4 separate regions of the Mus musculus genome follow, and regions 2, 3 and 4 are each linked to region 1. A link is a contact called in public Hi-C and HiChIP or PLAC-seq data. All regions are on one chromosome and are shown on one strand. Each heading gives the region's core, a stretch centred on a gene start, on an enhancer-like site or on the middle of the called end of the contact. The rest is flanking DNA. Distances are from core to core; before and after follow the strand shown.

Region 1 (2,517 bases), core at 10-2,509:
TAGCAGGACAGCCACACAATAGGTTATGAGTTCAAATCCCAGCTCTGGTACTTGAGCTATATGACCTTCTATAGTCTATTTCCTCACTTGGAGAATCCTGTATAGTTGCAGGGAGACAGTGCTAGGAAATTGGAACCTATAACCCCAGGAGTGAGTGCAGATTACGTAATAGATTTTCCACTAATTTTTTATGTGCTTAGGATTTAATTTTTAATCTATTAAGACTAAAACCTAAAGGCTGGACAGATGCAGCCCTCTGGAGCAAGTGTGTTGATTTGAACTGACTGGCTACATTTCAAAACTGGGAAATTTCAAGATTCCAGTCTGGCACACGTTTTTGAAAACTGTCTAGCACTGTTTGGAATGATACCCAGTTCCTGGGGTCTTAGGTGCCTGCTAGGCCCTGGCACTTGCCCCTTTAACCCACTCAAGATGATTTAACTTTCTGGGGTGGTCAGCATCAGCTTTGCTCTAAACGATAAAGATAATAAGAGAGTGATTTGGGGAACCCTAAAGGAGACTCACCGGTAACCCCATCAGCCCCTCTTCAAATGCCCACCAACTTGTCTTGGAGTCCCTTGATTTCCAGGCACTACTGTGCCTCTCTCTTACATACAGCCTGCTGCATGAACCTGAGTCCAACATAGACAAGCAGGCATGGCTGCAGCTATGCTGGCCAGTATCAGAACCATGTGCTTTTTGGACTGGTCTCACAGGCTGAGCGATTCCACAGAAGGCTCAGTTTTTCTCTGCCCTGATGGATGTCAGCATTCAAATCCCACCCAGCAACCCTGAAGGATTCTAGGTGTGCACTCCCCAAGGGACACACTCTGGGCACAGGGTGGAAATGCACGAATGCCCTTTGAGAACTTTGATCTTGTTGACATGAACTTGAACCAGGTTAATAAGGGTTAGTGTGGGTTTTCTCTGGATTCTAGGGTAACGATGAGAAAGCAGAGGTACTAGGTTTCCTTCCAAGAAGCAAACTGAAGGAGGTCTAGCCCTTGAATTCTCAAGCCTGGGCCAGTTCCCAGCAGGCTGTGTGTAACACGCTGTTACCTCTTAACCTCTTCCCCCTTCCCCCCTCCCACCCCTTCAGCTCCTCCCTGCAGATGCTGATTCAACAGTAGAACCCTCACAGAGATCTGAGCAAATTCCATGACCACCTCTTGGGCCACATAAGTTCTCTGCAGAGTACAGGCAAACACTGAGTCAGACATGTAAACATCTGGGGCTTAACTAAATCTTCTGCTCTCTGGGTCAGTTGGGTGGACTCTGAACTGGACCAGTGAAAGATTCAGGTCCAGTTTCCAGGGAACCTGGCCAGGTCTGGGACTCAGGTCCTTGACCCAGTCTTGGACCAGGCTGAGTCATAGAAGAAGCCAAGGCGGTTGGTGCAGCCTCACAGCCCACACCAACAGTCCCCGGGGCTGCTCCACACCCAGCCCACACGTGGGAGGCACAGGCCAAGATGCTTCAGGACTCCATTCTGTGGTGGAGGAAACAGTTCCCTAATCCCTTCCTAAATCAAGTCCTTGCCCAGAGTCCAGAGGCCACTGCTTGCTCTGCTGGGATGTTCCTGTGCTGACCTCCTGCTGTGGGAAGTCCTGAGTCAAGGGGGTAGGAGGACAGGGAAGAGGTAGCCAGGGGACACACAATTCCTTGCATGTCCCGTCCCAGGGCCAGAGCACCCAGACTTGATTATCTCAGCTTTGATTTTTCATCCCACACCCCATGGAATTCCAGAGCCAGCTGAAGCCAAAGGCCTCCCCCTTCCCCTTCACTGAGCCAGAAAGCAAAACATGGTGTCTCCCTGCTTATATTTAATTTACAACACTTGTTCTTTGCCTGCATGCAGGGTTAATAAAAAAATGTGAAGGCCTTTTTCTAAAAATCCCAAGCAGAGTGATATTGTAAACGGAAATGATGCTTGATTGATTCCTCCCTGCAGGTCAGCAGCTTTATCTGTCATCCTTTGATTTAAAAATACACAGGCACGGAAGTGTTAGCTTTAAAGCAGAGACCATTCATTAGGGAAAGGATAGTGTCACCAGCAAAGGATGCTGGGACAATAGGTATCTGCATGCAAAACAATGGAGCTAGACCCATTCCTCACACCATTAGGCTCAAAACCCTAAGTGGCAGAGCTAAAACTATAAAATTCTCTAAAGGGGCTAGAAAAATGGCCCAAATGTTAGCAGCACTTGCTGCTCTCTAAGTCCAGCCCCGGAGGACCCAATGCCCTCTACTGGTTTCTGCAGGCAATAGCATTCAGATGTACACAGACAGACAGGCAGACAGACAGGCAGACTGAGAGGCAGGCAGGCACGCAAGCGCGCGCGCGCACACACACACACACACACACACACACACTCACAAGCAGGCACACGTGCCTGCATGCCCTAGAAGAAAATGCAGGCAAAAGTCTTTATGACCAGGATTAAGCAATAGTTTCTCAGGACAACAGAAGTAGAATGGAACAAAGCCAATCAACTTTCACCTAACTTAATAACCTTT
Region 2 (2,517 bases), core at 7-2,506, 500 kb after region 1:
CTTATTGTGGACTGAGCTGAGCTACCCTCCTTGTCCTTATGCTGACTATATGGAGAAAGGGCTTTTATGGAGATAGTTAAGTGACGTCACTAGGGTGGGATCCTCACCTGATAGGACTGGCATTCTTTATTTTTTTATTATTGGATATTTTATGTATTTATATTTCAAATGCTATCCCCTTTCCCAGTTCCCCTCAGGAAACCCCCTCCCCTTCCCCTCCCCCTGCTTCTGTGAGGGTGCTTGCCCACCCATCCACCTATTCCCACCTTACCACTCTGGCATTCCCTTACACTGGGGCATCAAACCATTCACAGTACCAAGGGCCTCTCCATCCACTGATGCCAGACAATGCCATCCTCTGCAGCTGGAGCCATGGGTCCCCTTCATGTGAATTCTTTGGTTGGTGATTTAGTCCCTGGGAGCTCTGAGGGGGGGGGGGGCGGTCTGGTTAGTGGATATTGTTGTTCTTCCTATGGGGTTGCAAACCCCTTCATCTCCTTCAAGGACTGGTGTTCTTATAGGAAGAGGATTCAATATACATCTCTAAACATCCTTCTCCCCTTCTGGGAGAGCCCAGGGGAAGCCACGGGAGGAGCTGTGAGCAGGAGGCCAGGAAAGAAGCAACCCTGATGGCATTGTGAACTCACAGCACGGCACTAACCTGTTGTTTAAACTGCCCACCCCTCGCAGTGCTGTACCTGTGAGGGTAGCCAAGCCAAGATCTAGGTTCTGAGCTTGCTCCCACTCACTTTGCAACTGGTGACCTCTGCAAGACACAACTCTCAAACTTCTACCTAAAACCATCCCTCCCTCCTTCCCTGTCTCCATCCTGTGCTATGCCCCTCCTCCACTCCTGCCTCGCCCTCCCACCTCCCCGCCCCCTTCTTCAGATTGATGCAGGGCACTGCTCTCCGGAGCACCAGAAACTTAAAGATTGTACAGACCAGACAACCTCACCTAATCTTCAAATAGGAACTCCAGGGTCAAAGACCAATAGTTTGAACAGTCAGTAAAATCCGACAAAGCTGGGTCCAGCAGTCTGAACTTCCTCCCCGTAGGGCTTCCTTCCCCACATCTTCATATCAGTTATGTCCCCTGTAACCCTTTGGTTACACAGCCTTCTATTATGCAAATCTCGCTCCTGCAGATCTGGGTTCCACCCGCTCCTTCTCCTTCGCCTATTTTACTCTCCCTCCTGTTTGCACTCGGTCTCCTGGGGCAACCCTGCCACACCCTCCGCAGCTGCCTTTAGCTCTGGTAGTATGGTCACACTGGCAATTAAACAATGAGTTGCTTGGTGTCTGTGTGACTCACCAGACTACAAGCCCCATGAGGAGAATATCTGCATCTGTTTTCTTTCTTTCTTCCAGTTGCTTCCCCAGGCCCAGCACAGTTAGCACACAGCTGGGGCTAAGCCACTATGACAGGAAAGAGCCACAGACTTAAGGAACCGTCCAGATGAACACCTACCATCCGTTAGATCTTTTTACAGTGTATATGAGTTCAAAGGATTCTTGACACTCACCAAAACAGTTACCTAGAAAAAAAATACCTTTTTGTTTTATGACAAAGAACAGAAGGTTAGATATATGTCACCAGGACCAGAGCAAAATTCTGGAACAAACCAACAGACATCCTATTACAGACAGCAGTGACCCAGGCCTGCCTCATGCCCCACTTGCAGCTACTGAACAGCAAGCAGCCTTTAGATGTTTCATTCCCAGTTGGTGGATGTGCTAGCTTTAGTCATTAATATTTTTATTTGCATTTGTATGTGCATGTATGTGGGGGTGTGTGCATGCACACATGGAGGTCAGAGGATAAACTTGTGAGTGTCAGTTCTCTGTGTCTACCGTGTGGGTCCTAGGATTGAACTTGGGTCCTCAGACTTGGAGGCAAGTGTTTTCATCTGCTGATCCATCTTGCTGGCCTCCTGCTAGCTTTAGATGATGAAAGAATTCTTAACAGGATTATTTTTTCAATCCAGGTATCAGTCCTGATCATGTGCGTGTTTGGGAATGCCACAGCACGCCTGTCAGAGGTCATAGGACACTTCTCAGGGGTTGGTTCTCTCCTTCCATAGGGAGCTCTGAGGAGCACCCTTGGGTGTCTGCTTTGTGCGGCAAGTGCTTGTTCCATCTGAGCTGTCTCTTAGACCCCCCACATCACCCCTAAGAGGAAACTTGCTAATGAATAATACTTTTCTTTATTAAATAATTGTTGCAGTCAAGAGGAGAACGGTCTTTCTGTGACTCAGTCACACAGTGGATCACTGATAGAAACATAAGGGAAGGAACGCCTCAGCATCCTGGATAGGCAGCCATGCTCAGAGAGAGGAGAGAAGGAAGGTTATTTATGAGAAAGTCGTCACCAGGTAAGGCCATTTCTGGTGAAGCACATCCCGTCGGCCATTCCCCTGGGATGGGTGGGGATGGACTAGGAGAGGTCAGGAGAGAGTGTGTGGCCAGTGACCACAGTGCTCTGTATCTTGAGGGAGAGGTTGTTATCCGTGTGCCT
Region 3 (2,517 bases), core at 8-2,507, 480 kb after region 1:
TAGATAAGCTCCCCCTGCAGATATCTGACACTTAATGTGAGCTACTTAAATAATACTCAAGCAATCACACCTTCAAAGATAAATTCAGGGGCTGGCGAGATGGCTCAGTGGTTAAGAGCACCGACTGCTCTTCCAAAGGTCCTGAGTTCAAATCCCAGCAACCACATGGTGGCTCACAACCATCCGTAACAAGATCTGATTCCCTCTTCTGGAGTGTCTGAAGACAACTACAGTGTACTTACATATAATAAATAAATAAATCTTTTAAAAAAAAAGAAAATTAAAAAAAAGATAAATTCAATATATTTTATCTAGCCCGACTTATCTCAAAATATTTTTTCAGCATGCACTTAGTATAAAATACATTGTTCTGTGTTTGTGTCTCTAACGTCTACTGTGTTTTACACTGGAGCACATCCACCCCAACGCTAAACTCTTGCAAATGCTTCACCTGTTGCCTGTTGCTGTAAGGTATTTAATAACTAGTAGTATTAAATAACTAGTAATTACTGTGACCCTGTCAGCCCCCTAATAATCGAGACAGAGTCCAAACTATTTATTTAATCAGCTTCCAGCACAATGACTGGACGATTACCCCTAAACTATTTTTTCAGTGCTAGACTGGCTATTTCTCAGCTGCACTCCCCAGGTTACTTGCCAATCAACGGCCTATGCTCCTGGTCCATCCCATCAAAGTGAACTGCTCCCTCCTCCTCCTCCTCTTCTTTCTTCCTCCTCCTCCTCTTTCTTCCTCCTCCTCCTCTTTCTTCCTCCTCCTCCTCTTTCTTCCTCCTCCTCCTCCTCTTTCTTCCTCCTCCTCCTTCTCTCTCTCTCTCTTTCCCTCTCCCCCAGCCCTATGACAAGCCCTGCCTTCCTAGTAATTCTCCCCAGTAATTGGCTGTTAACCACTTTTATTTAACCAGTCACAAAAGATTGGCAAGCAAAGTTTACATAATATTTGCTGTACATGAAATGAGGCAATCAGATCTCAGGGGCCAGTATTTAGCATTTGAATACATAGCGCCAGACCAACACCAACAGTCCATACCAAAATTTGCAGTTGAAGAAGATCCATACACACACACACACACACACACACACACACACACACACACACACACACACACACACACACACACACACACACACGATCCCATGCACACTTAACTTTTCCTGGCAGTTGACTCCCTGCTTCTAAAAGTAGAAAAGTTAAAAATTGACTTCTTTGGTCACCCTGCCCACAGGTCAAGTGCTCTGCCCACAGGTCAAGTGCTCGATAACAACCTGTGTATGCCCTGTTGGACTGTGTCACCCTACAGAGCTCTCCTCCCCTGTGGTCACTTCAACATTCATTAAAAAGATGTATAGATTTCCATCTTAGTTTTCACGGAGAATAACTTATGATTAATATTCCCTATTCTTGCTAACTCCAAATTTATCTTTTCTATATTTTCTTTAATTTCTACTTTCATTTGGTTCACCTGCCCTGGAATTTTTCTGGGTTCAGTACAGCTGAGCCAGTTAAGTACATTAAGATTAGTTTTTGAACCTCCCTCCATGTCAGCATGAGGCTGGTTATAGCCTCAGCCCCCTCTCACTCTTACTCCCTTTGGAACTCAAGTGAGCTTCATCTTCTCAGAGTGCCTTCAACAATAGTTTGGTTGTGGTAACTAATGAGATCTGACATCCTACTTTATATGTGAGGAAATATGTACCAGGAGATTCGTGGGTTTGCCCCATCACATAGTGCTAAAGCTGGATTCAAACTCAAGTTTCTGCTCATTGCCTGGTCCAGTGCTGTTGCAGAAGAGACCTCTGGAGACTCAGCTCCCAATTCTTATCTGACCTAGTCAATCTTCCATCACATTGTGAGTAGCCTTGTTACATTCCCAAGACTTTAAATCATCTCTGGGAAATCGTCCCATTACCCCAATGTGTATAACATGTTGTAAACATTATTGGGTTCATTTAAATGACTGTCTTGCAGTGAGTTGGCCAGGAGGACCGCATCTCCTTGTTCATGTGTACGTAGACCCACGACAGGAGTGGGAGTAGGGTGATTACAACAGCAATAGCCAAGTGCATTCTTCCACCACCTGGATTCCTATAAAAATAAAAAGTATTGTAAATTGAAGTCTAAGAAAATAAATTGCTTTGGAAATATGCATAAAGTTTGAATTGGTAAAACATCACATCTTAATAGTTTCTCTTTATTGAAATTAATGTTGAATTGCATTAAATTTGTATATACTTTTATATATGTATATACTTGATATATGTTGCAAATGCCTTTTCCCACTCTGTTTTGAGGAATACTGAGTAATTAGACTGCTAAAATTGATCTTTCCCTAGTCAGTACCACCTCCTCCTTTGGGAACCCTGTAAGAAGCATTTCTCTCTGAGACAGAGTCTTGCTGTGTGGTTCTTGTTGGCCTCATGTTTGTTATGTAGCTCAGGCTGGCCTTTAACTTGTAGCAATCCTCCTGCCTCACCCCTCTGAGTGCTGGGATAAGAAGA
Region 4 (2,517 bases), core at 5-2,504, 300 kb before region 1:
GTTCTTGCTGCCTGTCATGTCCCTCCCTCTGCCCAAGTCACAATTGACTTCCTAAGCATTCACACAGTTGTCTCAGCATGCAGAATGACAGTGACTGCAAGAAGCCATGGACAACCAGGATGGCCCAAGGTCTACTCAGATTGGCTCATGGTATATCTTCAACAACCTTTGATTCACTCCTGTGAGAGATCCTGAGTTAAAGACCATCTTGACTGTAGTCCCAGGCAGAGCTGGCAGTGGGCAGCCTTGACTGGGCATTATACACTTTGCTGGTGCTGACGTCCTGGGAGCCCCTCCTCCTATGCAGATCTGGCTCACCATGCTGTGGGGACAGAGAGGAGACTGCTGGTGCTCTGCTCACTCTCCCCTTCTGGGACCCTAGCCCATGGAATGGTGCTACTCATATTCAGGGTGGGTCTTCCCTAGAGTCTCTAGAGACATCCTCATAGACATTGCCAGAGGTCTGTTTCTGAGGCAATGAGGTAACCTAGGAAATTATAAGGCAGAAACTAGTCAAGCAGTGTGGCTAGAGTTAACAGAAACCGGCAAGGGGCTATGAAACACCCTTGGGGTTAACAACAGCAAGACCCGTTAACCTCCCTGAACTCCAGGGATGAGGGGAGGAGTTGTCTAGCCATAGTATAGCCTAAGGGTACATCTGCTGCCCACCTGTCCAGGCAACCACAGCAACCCGATGGAAGTCTGAGGAAGTTAAGAGCCCTGGCCTCATTTTCTCCTGCCAGGCAATCTCCAGAGGCAGAGCCCCATCAATAGTCAATAGCCAGGGGAGCCCACTGCTGCCATCTCCTGGGGACACTGAGATGCAGCCAACAAAGGATCTGGTAAGGCAAATAGCGACTGTTTGAGCCTGGCCATCGTGAATTTGTGAGGTCCCCTCACAGCCCTGTCCTGGAGCAGGAACCTGGGGGTTTAGGTGGTGCCTCAGTGAGGGTTCTAATCTTCCCAGGGAAGGGCACATGTGCTAAAAATGGTTGGGAATTGTGATAGATTTATCTGTTTCTTTATGCTTTTCTACTTAGTCCACTTTAAAAGATTTTTTTTCTTTTCAATTTTGGGGCAGGAAGCAAAGACAAGAAACTAATCACCTTTGTCTTTCACAGCATGGAGCTGAGAGGTGTTTTAATCTCTTCTGCGTCTTAGAATAACCAGTCTGGGATCTGGGACAGCTACTGCTACCTAGGTCCTTTATACCATCCAGTCACTCTGTGTCCTCGGGGTTAAGTCACTCCAGGCCACCCTCGTTTTCCCCTGAGCAGCACAGCAGCAGCAGCAGCAGCAGGCAGCAGAGCATGGACACCCTCACTTTTCCCATCTGTGACACGGAATGCAAGTCTTTCCAGGGAGCCTAGCAGAGAGGAGACCTTCATGGGATCCTTCTTACGATTGTACAAGACATTGTGAATACGGTGCATGGACTCTTGCTGCTTTGTGGAATTTCTAGGAAGGTGTTGGCAAAATGTGTTTGGAGCAACAGTGCCACTTGGTGGTCACCACTCTTATTGCATAGCATATCTGTTTCCACCCCCCCCTCTTTGTTTCTACCTTGTTAACATTTCATTTATTTGTTTCATTCTGTGTATCAATATAAAGGTTGGAGACTTTCATTTACTATGCTAGTGAGATGCCCCACCATGGCAGGGTGGCAGAGTGACATCCCAGAGCCACACGTTGCATCCTGAGGGAGACGGCAAATTTGACTTATGGGTTGCTTGGGATATCCACCTATCATTTCTATTAGGTCCACCCCCCCCCCCAAGGCTCTGGGATCCCTCAATTTAAGAAAACCCTTGGCCAGCTAGCAGGGGATGGTAGAGCAAACTCACATACACAGAAGGGTCCTTTTTCCTTAGAGCTGATCTCCCTGGCTTGTTTTAGTGGAATCCTAGTGGCCTTTCCCTACTCCAGAGTCCTTGCTTTGCCAGAATGCAACCCTCAGTGACCACATGCATGCTTCTAGTGACAGCCTTTCCTTCCTCAGTCACCCAAAGGCTGGGCCTTTGTCCCCATTACAGCAGGTCCTAGTTGACTCCTCACTCAGGCTTGCAAGATAACAAAAGCAGGACAGACACCTGGCATCTATGCCTTGCTTTCACATCCATCTCCTTTGTTTGAAAACTTCGGGTCAGACTTCGGGTTAACTCAGTGTGCAGGCATGTCAGTCCCTCAAGGAATGTCCATATAAAAACTGGTGACACCTAACCAGTCTCACCCCTCTTCAAGACAGAAGGCACAGATGTTAGTTTACCCAGCAGTCAGCTCTCATAATGTCCTATTCCAGACCCTAAATGGTATTCACAGGTCTCTCTCAACATTGGCCAAACTTGCAAGTCACCATGGATCACAGGAAGAGTAGAGCCTTATGGGTAAGACACCTTATCATGAGATTACCCTCAAGCAGGAACTTTATGGGAGCTGGCATGTCCCCTTAAGCAAGAAAGGCTTCTTTCACCCGCCCCCCCCCCCAGAAACAGAACAGATACAATGATCAACCAGACA

Evidence for each region. Hi-C and Micro-C count contacts between places; a contact is called where the count stands out from the background. HiChIP or PLAC-seq counts read pairs in DNA pulled down with a chosen protein or histone mark.
Region 2: a contact with region 1 is called in a FOXA1 HiChIP or PLAC-seq map of pancreatic cancer cells. The contact joins two enhancer-like sites. A contact is called at or near these places in 1 of 39 promoter capture datasets (embryonic stem cells) and 1 of 115 datasets of contacts at active chromatin or transcription factors (pancreatic cancer cells).
Region 3: a Hi-C map of liver shows a contact between it and region 1, with 4 times the contacts expected there. The contact joins two enhancer-like sites. A contact is called at or near these places in 1 of 39 promoter capture datasets (embryonic stem cells) and 1 of 484 Hi-C or Micro-C datasets (liver).
Region 4: a FOXA1 HiChIP or PLAC-seq map of pancreatic cancer cells shows a contact between it and region 1. The contact joins two enhancer-like sites. A contact is called at or near these places in 1 of 484 Hi-C or Micro-C datasets (embryonic stem cells) and 1 of 115 datasets of contacts at active chromatin or transcription factors (pancreatic cancer cells).

What each region holds. Positions count from the first base shown.
Region 1 is chr11:67,514,418-67,516,934 of GRCm38.p6, reverse strand. It overlaps a transcript of Gas7 not described here. Among named protein-coding and RNA genes, the nearest start is that of Gas7, 71 kb to the left of the region's middle. Within about 2 kb of position 1,259, at least 80 of the 459 cell types and tissues checked have an H3K27ac peak or open chromatin away from gene starts, as enhancers often do. A contact at or near this core is called in liver and pancreatic cancer cells, where this site is marked.
Region 2 is chr11:67,016,705-67,019,221 of GRCm38.p6, reverse strand. No RefSeq gene overlaps it. Among named protein-coding and RNA genes, the nearest start is that of Tmem220, 7.2 kb to the left of the region's middle. Within about 2 kb of position 1,256, at least 77 of the 459 cell types and tissues checked have an H3K27ac peak or open chromatin away from gene starts, as enhancers often do. A contact at or near this core is called in pancreatic cancer cells, where this site is marked.
Region 3 is chr11:67,033,696-67,036,212 of GRCm38.p6, reverse strand. It overlaps Tmem220 (transmembrane protein 220), which reads right to left. Exons shown (of 6, transcript NM_001291042.1): 6 at 901-2,104. The coding sequence ends at 1,969. Among named protein-coding and RNA genes, the nearest start is that of Tmem220, 9.8 kb to the right of the region's middle. Within about 2 kb of position 1,257, at least 6 of the 459 cell types and tissues checked have an H3K27ac peak or open chromatin away from gene starts, as enhancers often do. A contact at or near this core is called in liver, where this site is marked.
Region 4 is chr11:67,818,663-67,821,179 of GRCm38.p6, reverse strand. The region is part of intron 2 of Gm40032 (a long non-coding RNA gene); the gene reads left to right. Among named protein-coding and RNA genes, the nearest start is that of Dhrs7c, 22 kb to the right of the region's middle. Within about 2 kb of position 1,254, at least 20 of the 459 cell types and tissues checked have an H3K27ac peak or open chromatin away from gene starts, as enhancers often do. A contact at or near this core is called in pancreatic cancer cells, where this site is marked.